Regions from separate parts of the Danio rerio genome. Here region 2 is linked to region 1. A link is a contact called in public Micro-C data. All regions are on one chromosome and are shown on one strand. The core of a region is the stretch at or near the end of the contact, and the rest is flanking DNA. Distances in the headings are between cores, read along the strand shown.

Region 1 (6,035 bases), core at 1,237-3,736:
GAAATTTTTATCTTGGGGTATTTTTTCAGTAATTTGGGGTCATTTAGTACCAAAAAAGGAAAGAAATTGAATACTTTGTAATGTCAACACTCATGTTGCTCTTCTCATAAGTATTCTTTATTATTATAACATCTTCATTCATTCAGTCAGTCATTTATTTTCTTTTCGGCTTAGCCCCTTTTTTCATCAGGGGTCAACACAGCGGTGTGAACCGCCAACTTATCCAGCATATGTTTTACGCAACAGATGCCCTTCCAGCTGCAACCCATCACTGGGAAACACCCATACACATTCACACACATACATTATGGCCAATTTAGACTACCTACAGCACACTTTGGACTGTGGGAGAAACCGGCGCACCCAGAGGAAACCCACGTGAACACAGGGAAAACATGCAAGCTCCACACAGAAATGCCCAGCCGAGGCTCAAACCAGCGACCTTCTTGCTGTGAGGCGATCATGCTATCCACTGCTCACCCATGTCACCTTATTGTTTATAAATTAACTATAATTGGTCATTCAAAATGTTAAATTGAAAAGGGACAGAGCAAAGAGACACACCTCTCGGTCCAAATCCATGTCGCTCATCAAAGCGTCCCAGACCAGCAAACATCTCCTCCATGTCTCTGAAGATCTGGCCGAACATCTGAGGCTCTTCAAAGCGTGCCCCGCCTGGACCGAAACTGAATCCAAACCTGAAGGCATCGTCAAACGGATCCCGATGGGGTCTGTTAAAGTCATCCTCGTCTTCATCATCATCATCTTCATGAATCATTCCATCAAAGAAGGGGTCCCTGTATTAAAAAAAACCATGATTCAAATTGTCAGACCACTCTAAACTAAACATCACTGTAGCTGATTAATCTGGCGCAATATAGGACAAATTAATATTATTTATGCCAACAAGGTCTACATTTAAAAGAAAAAAAATCATTATTTATGTTGATTACCATTACACCAAAAGTGCTTACAGTTATATGCAAAGTGCCGTTGGATTTTTAACCACCATTAAAAACCCTTTGTATAGTTTAAAATATATTTAATCTAGGTTTGGTGTAAAAACAATAATAGTTAATTAAAGAAAATAAAGATAAGTGTAACATCAAGTGACAGGTAATGAAAATATCTTAATTATTACTAAAAATTATGAATGTTTATTTAACAAATATAACATTTTAGCATGCAAGTCTAAGCATGATTTTAAGATAAATATTCTTGGGTCAAAAAATATGCTGCTTATATTCTGTTGCTCTGCTTTTTTTTTGGGTGGGGGGGTTCATAAAACTACATCCAGTGTACATATTTGTACAGGGCATCACGGTGGTGCAGTGGGTAGCAAGATCGCCTCACAGCAGGAAGGTCGCAGAGTCTCGGCTGGGTCAGTTGGCATTTCTGTGTGGAGTTTGCATGTTCTCCCTGTGTTGGCGTGGGTTTCCCCCATATTCCAAAGACATGTGGAACAGGTGAATTGAAGCTAAATTGGCCATAGTGTATGCGTGCTTCCCAGAGTTGGATTGCAGCTGGAAGGTCATCCGCTGCGTACAACATATGCTGGATGAGTTGGCGGTTTATTCGGCTGTGGTGACCACTGATTACTAAAGGGACTAAGCCGAAAAGAAAATTAATATTCTTTTATCTTTTCTTTCATATTTCTTCTCTTTATATTAGGATATTCTGATGTCATCTGTTGCTGAATTTTTCATACTTATTACTACTTTAAAATGTGAAACCGCAATAATTAAGTCTCATTTAATTAAAGTACTTATGAAGAGGTGTGTGTTAATGTTTCAAGGAGCAACACGGTGTTTACCATTTCATGTTCTGGTGTGTCAAAATAAAAGTGAAAGAATGTTCCATATGGCTTCACATCTCTACATCTCAGCTGTTACTTACTCGAAAATAAAACTGGACCAAATAATCTGTGTACTTGCAAAGTTATTGTCTATCTAACATATATATTAAAACTTATAATGACACGAACATAATTTAATTTCAATATATAAACGCTTTTGTTTATTTAAAAATGTTTAAATGTTACTTGTATTAAAACCATTAACGATACAAAAACCTCAAGAAAGCGAGATGAATTATATTAGATTACATAACTTCTACACACAAGATTACCATTTAAACGATCATCGTTTTGCTTTAACCATTATGCTATTAACTTAACACAAAGGATGCAATTCACAAGTTACAAACCGTAATATTTGCAGATAAAATATAAATTAAGTACATAACGCACAGAACAACACAAAATACACGTGGTTATATATTTAAACATTATCTGTTTAACAGCAGCAGCTGTCAGGTGACGTTTGAACTTATTTTAACAATTTGACAAACTCACCTGCGGCCATCTTCTCGATAATGACCTCCGGGAACCCCGAAAAACCCACGAAACAGATCAAAAACGCTCATTTATGGACAGAATCCTGAGACCTTCACAAAATGCCACCATAACAAACAGAGTTGCATCAGAGATTAGCGCAGGAAGAACAGTGAGGAAACCTACTAGAGCTTTCCACCTGCTTCCGCACAAGTTTCAAAATTAAAGTCCCACACGGCATGATGTGTTCCTTCTTGCGTCTGTTATCTTTTAACGCTTTCTTTCTAAACAAATGCTTAAGTCAATTAAGTTGGATTATATTTAGTTACATAAAGTATCGATACTGTAAAATGAACCTTATGAAATTTAAAACGATTACATACACGTTTTACCGGAAGTTTATCGGCTGCATTTTGAAATTAAAAGTATATACTAAACTTTCGATAGTTCACAAATAACCAAACGTTACCAACAAGGTAATGTCATCATGGTTATACGCTGTAAAAAAAATCTAAACTATTTCTATAACTATTTGTAAAAAAAAAAAAAAAAAAAAAAAAAAAAAAAAAAAGTGTTTAATTTGTTTCAGACCGGTTAGTTTGTTTCTACTGTAAATAACAAGAATGCTGGAAACAAGTAGCCGTTGACTTTTATAGTTATTTATTTATTTTCCCCTTCTATAGAGGTAAGTAGCTACCTATTTCTAATATTCTTAAATATCTGTGTTCAACAGAAAAACAGACTATATTTATGTTATGTAGGATATGTATGGGAGAAATAAAGGACTTATACTATCAAAATGTGCAAGTTTAAACATTCATGAAGATTTTAAAATTGCTTAATTTTAATTCATCAAGTTTAAAAGTAATATCTTTGAATAAATTCTATTAAATTACTGTGTTAAGTAAAAAATATGTATTTTTAAATAAAGAGGTTTTATATTGTTGGCAAGTTAAAAAGTTAAATAAAAAGCACATCAAAAATTTAAATCTACCTTACTTTATCTGTAATCTAGTATTGGATTAGATATTTAGGTAATCTACATATGCATCGTAAACCAAATTATTTAAATATATTCTACATCCAGCAACTGTGGTAAGATTTGTATTCAGACACTTAACTATCATTTCAGTCCTATTTTTACATAATAAATTGAGAAACCAATACATTTTAAACCCCAAGGCAACAGGGCTCCTTGTATTAGATTTAAAAAATAAGATGTGAATGTACATTTGCAAAGCAACACTTGACGTGATCAACCTGAACAAAGAAGCAGACTGCAGTTAAAGAGGCACACAAACTTCGGTTTTCTTAAAAAAGACATTCACATCCCAAAAAAATGATGAAAATGTCTTTTTCTTGTTTATTTACTTAATATTTATATATATATTTTTTACAAAATAAAAAAACATTATGAAACAAAACGAAATGCTAACAAGTCTGTGTAGGGATTCGAGAGGGGAGAAAAGAAGCCATCAAACAAACAGACTACAGTACTTGTGTTTTTTATATATATATATATATGTACAAGACAAGTTTATCCATTTAAATCTTTTTAAAACGCACAGTACAAAAAGAAAGTCACTGACAAAGAAAAAAAAAACAAACAAAAAGAAAATACCCATAGTACAATTCTGTCCATCAGCACTTTCCTAATAATCAGATTACTAAAAGAATATATTTGGGGGACAGACGGGAGGAGAAAGACTGCAGGTCAGAAAGGAGGACAGAGAAAACACAGGGTGGCCCAAAACAAAAAACACACACGGGGTGACCTCTTAATCCCAAAGCAAATGAGAGAAACGTCACGCTTATGGCAAAACAACGAGGTCAAAAGTCATGCCCGAACGCAATCCAGTCTCCCTGCAACAGGAAGTGCGGTTAATAAATCAGTCTGCGGAAGGAAAATAATAACAATCTGAAGTATAAGGTGACCAGTGCACTTCTCACATCCAGAGAGTACAGTAAGGCTCCAATAAAGGAATTAAAATGAATACGCATTGAAGCCTAGTCTAGAAGCACAACATTCATACACTGGCCACCCTGACGATGCCACTCATCCATTCGCTCAGATAGAAAATAAACCCAAACGCACATGCACATACACACGCAATACAGATCCAAAGCCTGTCAACTCACCTATACACTTTGATTTTTTTTTGTTATCTCCATATATCTATTTATATTTGGTAAAAAATAAACTTCACAACTGCAACTAGCCGATTTAGAGTGATATCATCCTTTTTGCCCAAAATAAAATTTGGTAAAAACATATAGCAGGGGAGAACAGAGGACTGCAGATCAAGCAAAGAAAGAGAAAGCAGGAAAATAATCAACTCTTTGAGGGAAAACAAACTCAATCCTGCCCTCCCTTTCTTAATCAAACCTCTCTTTTTCATTTTATCCGTCAGCAAATGAAAAAAAGAGGAGGGAAAAAAACAAAAACACCTAAACATCTGTCCTTTTAGAAAACTTCTATGTTACAGAATGAAAGTAAAATTAAAGGAGGGGTGGGGGGGGGGGGGATTCAAGGGCTTTTTATGCATTTTGAACAATACAAACTTTGAATACTCAATACTCCCATCATGAAGGCCTAAGTAACTATCCATATATTGGCGTTCAGATGTCTCCCCCTGGTCTCATCCTGGTGTGGCGGCGCTTACAGTGCTGCATCTCTCTCGGAACAGCACCACCTGAGGACTGAGGCTGGAACTGCAGGGTGACCAAGCAGACGGGGAGAGAGAGAGGAGAGGGGCGCCGTGGAGGATTGAGGGGGAAAAGAATAGGAGATCATCTGGGGGAGAAAAGAAAACTTCCACTGATCCAGCCTTTGGAACTGCAGACAGAGCCGGACAGGATCGGGGTGTTAATTGCCTCCCCAGTTGTAGCTGTTGTATCCAGATTTGTTGATCTGGGACTTCTGTTGAATGGAGGCGTTCTGACTGCGCTGTCCAGAGCCACTCTGAGGAAAGAAAATAAAAACTTTTCAAATCAAACATGACTGCAAAACAGTTTTTTTCTTAAAACAGTAGTCAGGTCTGACTGGCGAAGAAAAAAAATTTAATAATAAAATATATATATTTTTTTTAATATACACAAATTTATATATATACTAATACGCGTGTTTGTGTATAAACTATTCATACCAATTCTTATTCATAAACATTTCAAACCTACTGTTCGACCTACTCGATCATCTTAGAAGCTTTGATTTGAAAGGAAGAAATATAATAATAATAAAAATAATAAAACATATTAATAATAAATACAATCGTAATACAACAAAACAAACTCACTTAAAAATATAAGCCATAACACTGGCCTTTGTTTTGTAATAGGGAAATATAATTGGTAACAATAATAATAATAGCAACAACAATATTAATAATACCAATAATAATAATAATATTTAGAATAATAATAAACAATAACACATAATAGTAATATTATTATTACTATTATGATTGTGGTGTTGGTTTTATTATTGGCTCAACAACAATCACCATAATATTACCAATAATAGTAATAACAACCACCAAAATAATAGTACTATTATCATTATTATTATTATTATTACAACTATTATGATTGTGTTGTTGTTGTACCGATAACAACAACAACAACAACAACAACAACAACAACCACCACCACCACCACCACCACCATAATAGTAGTAATAACAATAATAATTCCAATATTAATA
Region 2 (6,035 bases), core at 1,838-4,337, 33 kb before region 1:
GTATTGTCTATTGTATTGAACTATACGGTTAAAGGAAATTATCAGTTATCGGTTTGACTTGTTAATACATGTAACGTTATAAACTACATAAATACAGCCTTACGACTGTTTCCCTCCAATGCTGGCTACGTTAGCTTCTCATGCCACTTTAGCTAATAAACAACATAACCACAGATTCAGTGTTTATTCTAGATAAGCATAGTCACTTACTGCTTCTTCCTGTTGTGAATGCAACAACTGTCTAAATTACTTGACAACGAGTACTTTAGTTGAAGTGTGAATCTATTTTTTTACAAATGACAAATCTACGAAAACATCCACCGTTTAGGTTTCCTCCTTGCTTGAACTTCCCTCCCGGAGATCCTCTAGCCCGCCCACAAGCGTTCGAATGTAAAAAAGTATTTTCCTATTGGACAGATGCTAAACACGTCATTTAGACAACATATTTTTATTGGCTGGAAGACTTTCTGCTATTGGATACGACGTCTGCCTGTTTTTTGGATGCGGCGCAAAATAAAAGTCGCAAAAAAATCACAAATAAAATTATATATGTTTTATGTTTAGACTGTTTCATACTAATCATGGTGCTGCTTATATATATATATATATATATATATATATATATATATATATATATATATATATATATATATATATATATATATATATATATATATACATACATATATATTCATGATTGTTTGCGGGTTTTTTGTGGGTAGGGGCTGTGAAATGATACTTTGATCAATGGTTTTATTGTTTGATGTTTTTCATTAACGCTGTCAAATTCCCTTCTAGTTTTTTTAGATAAAATAATTTATGCAGCAGGGATGTTGCTGTGAGTTTCATATTTTTATTATTTTTTTATGATTTTTTCTCAATTTGCTATATATATATATATATATATATATATATATATATATATATATATATATATATATATATATATATATATATGAAGTCTTCAGAGATGCTAAAAACCTTTATGTGCTATCTGTAATTTTCTTCTACAATGAGCATTTTTCTCAGCTACTCATGTTTATGTTCAGTTATTTCATGTTATAAGCGATGAAAATAAACAATTCTTTGCCGTAAAAGTAAAATTAATGAATCAAGACAGAAAAAAATGCAGAAAAATTAAAAAATGCTAATATTAGAATATTAGTAATTATTAAATATAGAGTATATTACTCTTCATATATATATATATATATATATATATATATATATATATATATATATATATATATATGAAGATGTTCGCTGACTAAAATATTATTTTACTAAATATATCTGTTTAATAGGTGATGCAGTGGCAAAGTAGGTATTGCTGTCGCCTCACAGCAAGAAGGTTTGCTGGTTCGAACCTCAGTTGGTGTTTCTGTGTGGAGTTTGCATGTTCTCCCTGCGTTCGCTGGGTTTGCTCCAGGTTTCCCCACAGTCCAAAGACATGCGGTACAGGTTTTATTTATGCTGAGCACTATATATATATATATATATATATATATATATATATATATATATATATATATATATATATATATATATATATATATATATATATATATATATATATATATGTATATGCATGTATGTTTACATAATTATATTTGCTTTATACACCAACAGTATTGTAAAGTATAACTCTCCATACATTGCACTTTAAAGGGAAGCCATGGACTTTTGATGATGATCCTTTCTTTACTTTCTATCTGTAGTACACAAAAAGATTATACTAATTTACTTGATTTCAAATAAGCACAAAGGTTATCGTGTGTGTGTGTGTGTGTGTATGTGTGTGTGTATTGCTGTCGCCTCACAGCAAGAAGGTTGCTGGTTCAAGCCTCGGCTGGGTCAGTTGACATTTTTGTGTGGAGTTTGCATGTTCTCCCTGTGTTGGTTTGGATTTCCTCCGGGTGCTCCGATTTTCCCCACCCACAAGTCCAAAGACATGCGCTATAGGTGAATTGGATAAGCTAAATTGTCCGCCAGTGTTGGGAATGAGATTGTATGGGTGTTTCCCAGTGATGGGTTGCAGCTGGAAGGACATCCGCTGCATAAAACATGCTGGATAAGTTGGTGGTTCATTCCGCTGTGGCAATCCCGGATTGATAAAGTGACTAAGCCGAAAGGAGAATGAATGAATGAATGAACATGAAATGAGGGTAAGACGTTTAAGAATCAATTACAGTATATAAAGTCATTACAAAATGAGATAGTTCTGTTTGCTTTCTTATTTTCAAATAATGAAATTTAAATATTAAATATATTAAAATATTTAAATAACTACTTGCAAAAAAACCTGGAAAATATGGTTTGGTATTAGTACATTTGCATTTGTGGATATGGAATGAAAAAAAATCAGTTAAATGTAGGCTATAACAAAACAAGCATTTCTATTAGTAGAGACAGATTGATAATAACCACAAATAATATCTTTAAGAGTAACAGAAACATGTTGACTATTATCTTTAATAAATGAGCCAATATGTTTGCAAAATTGTGCGTATGTGTCTGTGTGTGTGTGTGTGTGTGTGCGTCAGCATCGGATGCAGCTGTCCGGTGCCGGTGCTTCAAGTGATCTCTAGATGGCGGTAAAACCTAATAAATAAATCAGATGAGATAAATATAGCATCATTGTGATGTTTCTTAAAAATGAATTCTGATTACTGTTGCTTTCCACATTTCTACATGTTTCATTACACTTAACATTGGTATGAGTCTTCATCGTAATCCTGGGCTCATTATATATATACATTTTTAATGATATATTTCCTCGTCAGACATAAAGGAATTGACTAGATACGGTATAAAAGCAATGTTATGCATCCGTACATGCATTTGTGTCTGTGCAAATAATGGCCAAAATAACCTTAGATGTCTCGAAATGCAACAATATATTGTGAATAACGTTAATGTATGACATATGTTTCAACATTTTGGAAGCATATAGAAAAATAAACCTTTTATATCTAATTATTGGCTACAATTCTTAACTATAAGATATTTATAGTATATGGAAATAAATGAACGTAAATCCTCTGTGCTTTAGGGGGTGCAGAAATATCCGCAATCCTTACAATCAAGGCCTAAACCAAATCAAGCAAAAGACAGTGAAATACGAGATCCTGGAAGGACATAAATACACAACAACCACACATCCATAGAATCTAATTACAATTGTGATGTTTTTCTTTGAGATCAAAACTGTAACTGACATACCACAGGAGATTTAGATGCAAACTTACGCGCATAACCAAAAACCATAACGAAAAACATTTTTTCTATCTATAATTGATAACTTTATCTTCCAAGACCTGGCCGTAGTCGATCGATGACGGGAAGTAGGCGCTTCATCTGGAGCGAGGATAGTCGGGAATCTCAAAAAGCAGGTAAACAAAATAACTGCCTGTGCATGAAAAAACAAAATCCGAAAACTACACACACCTTCATTAAAATGCATGATCATGAAGGCACAATGTGGCATCAGTGTGAGGTTATTTATAAGCAGGTAAACGTTGCCGTGCACATGCAGTGGCCTGCGCTTAAATGACCCTCGCGACGGGGCAGCACAGACCCCGCCGTCATAACAGAACAAACCCAAAAATACACCCCATGTTTCTATTTATCAGCCCAGTAGTGCTTTGTTTAGCAGTCAGTCAGCATACAAACCTAATGTAAGAGACAAAATGTGTCGGAAACTCATTATTCTTACGACAGCGATTCAATTCTGTCCCCATTTGTTGTTAGCCAGGTCAGCCGCAGGTTTTAGCCGTTCCCTGTTTGTCAAAACGTTATATACATAATGAATTGTATATACTTGTAACGCGTTCTCGATAGGAACTAACCCCCTTTTTCTTGTTTATTGCTCAATTATATTTTCGTACAATGTTTTTATTCCATCTAACGTTAAAGGGGCTTGTTTGGATTCTGTTGTTGATACCATTGCTGCTGTAGCGTGCTAAACAGGCTCTGTTAACACACATGTAAATGATATAATGTGTATAATATATCATAATATCTACTTGTAAATGTTTAAAATGATTCATTCTTATATTGCATCTCTAAATACGTGTTCTGGTTCAGCCACCAACATCTAGGTTGCTATAGAGGCATTACGCGGCTGTTAGCCAAAGCTAACAAAAGCCGATGGGTGTTATTTGCTGTGGCACGATGTGTTTATATGTTTAAATGAAAACTTATACATGTATTTTTGTTGTGGAACTAAAATGAACTATTAATAAATGATGATATACATGATTCGTGATAATTATACGTGAGGCTAACATCATTCTCAGTTTACCTCAGAGGTACCTTAGCACGAAGCAGTGTCTGTTAATGTTTAGAAAAAGAAGAGTTTGAAATAAATTGATTTAGTTGGCTTTGATTTTAGTTGGATGTTTTAAAATTAAGGTATTTAAAAAAAACAGTAGACTTGCCATAAGCTGTTGCTTAAACTTACTTAGCACCTTACACATCACATTAAATCACAGCAGAATTTAGACTCAATATTAAAGAATATGAGCTATTAATAAATACAATGAGTTATTCTCTTATTAAAAGAGAATTTAATGTCAACCAGATGTTATTTACACTGTCATTATTTAGTAATTTTGTCAAATTATGGCATTCATGCAAGAGTATACTATGGAAATTGTCAGTAAATCGATTTGTTGAACATGATGTTTATAATATTGTCAATAAAACACATTTTGTACACTATTAATGAAATTGGCATTACATTGGTTTCTCATTTCATTTGTTTATATTTTAGGATTAAGTGAGTCCACTGACCCGGCATGGGGGACATGAAAACCCCCGATTTCGATGACCTGTTGGCAGCATTTGACATTCCTGATATTGATGCCAAAGAAGCTATCCAGTCAGCCCCGGATGAGGTGGAGGGGCATCAAGGAGCAGGTGGAGCATCGCTTATAAAATCTGGTGATGCTTCAGTAGGTGAAAGTTCTGCCTTACGGTCACCCAGCCCATCCACAGATTCCCAGAGCGACCCATCTATTGTCAGTGTGATTGTGAAGAACCGCGTTCGTCCTGAGCCATTTGATGGTGGCGAAAATTCAGTACCAGACCCACTCAACCATAATGGATTTGTGTCATCTGGTGGGTCAGTACATATGTCTCAGTCTCGAGGCCAGCCGAATGGTGAACAGTGGCCTGTATGTAGCTCCAAGGCAATTCCAGAGACTGCAGGACAGCATGGATCGTCTGGCGGTTCCAAACAGGGGAGCAACATCTTCAATAAGCTGAAGCCTTTGATGGCACAAGGTGCTGGAGACTCTGTCGGGAGGGCACGGAAAATGCAGCTTCTGCAACAGCAGCATATGCAGCAGGAGATGAACCTTGAAGGTGCAGACAAGGCAAAAGCTCCTGCAAATCCAAGTGGGGCAAGCGGAGCAGCATCTCCTTTCTTTCCTCCACCTAAACCACTTCTTTCCACTCCTTCCACAGCCTCATCCTCCTCGCCGTCATCATCGTCTCCCTCAGTTGGCTCCAGAGTGTCTGGGGCTGTGGCCTCGTCTCCGCTTGCCACTTCTTTAACAGAGCCGTTTAACGGAACACCACGTCTTAGTTCGTCTGCATTTAGACGTGCAGATTCAGAAGAGGAGGACTCAGATCCTGATTCTGGAGGGTCTTTAGTCATTCATGAGAGTCCGGACTCTCCTACCCCTCCGAAACTCTCACGTCGACTTCGGTCATCCCCTGAAAATTCACAGTCTCCTTCTATTCCCCCTTCAACATCCATATCACCAAATGCTTACCCCAAACCAGGTGACGTCCCCTCCGCATCACCTGCTTCTCCTCGTGCGCAACAGAATTGGCTGTCAACAGCCGCCCAAACAGGAAATGGAAAAAGTTTACCTCAAGAAGAGAGAAACCCAGAGCATGTGATTGAAGAACGGGATTCTCCTGAAAGCCCAGAGCCTGAAATGCCCAAGTCCTCCATGCCAACATCTGCAGTTACTAAAAGATCCTGCAGCCCAGCGGCCGCCTCATCCCCTTCTGCAGCCCTTCGT

The links. A called contact is a pair of places that touch in the nucleus more often than the background predicts.
Region 2: a Micro-C map of caudal fin shows a contact between it and region 1, with 10 times the contacts expected there. The contact joins the promoter of znf687b here to the promoter of hax1 in region 1. A contact is called at or near these places in 3 of 18 Hi-C or Micro-C datasets (caudal fin, hematopoietic stem cells and an unstated tissue) and 2 of 4 datasets of contacts at active chromatin or transcription factors (embryo and gastrula embryo).

The regions. Positions count from the first base shown.
Region 1 is chr19:8,851,835-8,857,869 of GRCz12tu, reverse strand. hax1 (HCLS1 associated protein X-1) reads right to left here and starts at 2,486. Exons shown (of 7, transcript NM_001002337.1): 1 at 2,354-2,486; 2 at 565-797. The coding sequence starts at 2,424. ubap2l (ubiquitin associated protein 2-like) reads right to left here. Exons shown (of 27, transcript NM_001083066.1): 27 at 3,639-5,294. The coding sequence ends at 5,199. It also overlaps a transcript of mllt11 not described here.
Region 2 is chr19:8,885,771-8,891,805 of GRCz12tu, reverse strand. It overlaps znf687b (zinc finger protein 687b), which reads left to right and starts at 3,087. Exons shown (of 10, transcript NM_001347673.1): 1 at 3,087-3,392; 2 at 4,775-6,035. The coding sequence starts at 4,800. It overlaps cks1b (CDC28 protein kinase regulatory subunit 1B), which reads right to left and starts at 373. Exons shown (of 4, transcript NM_001003593.3): 1 at 211-373.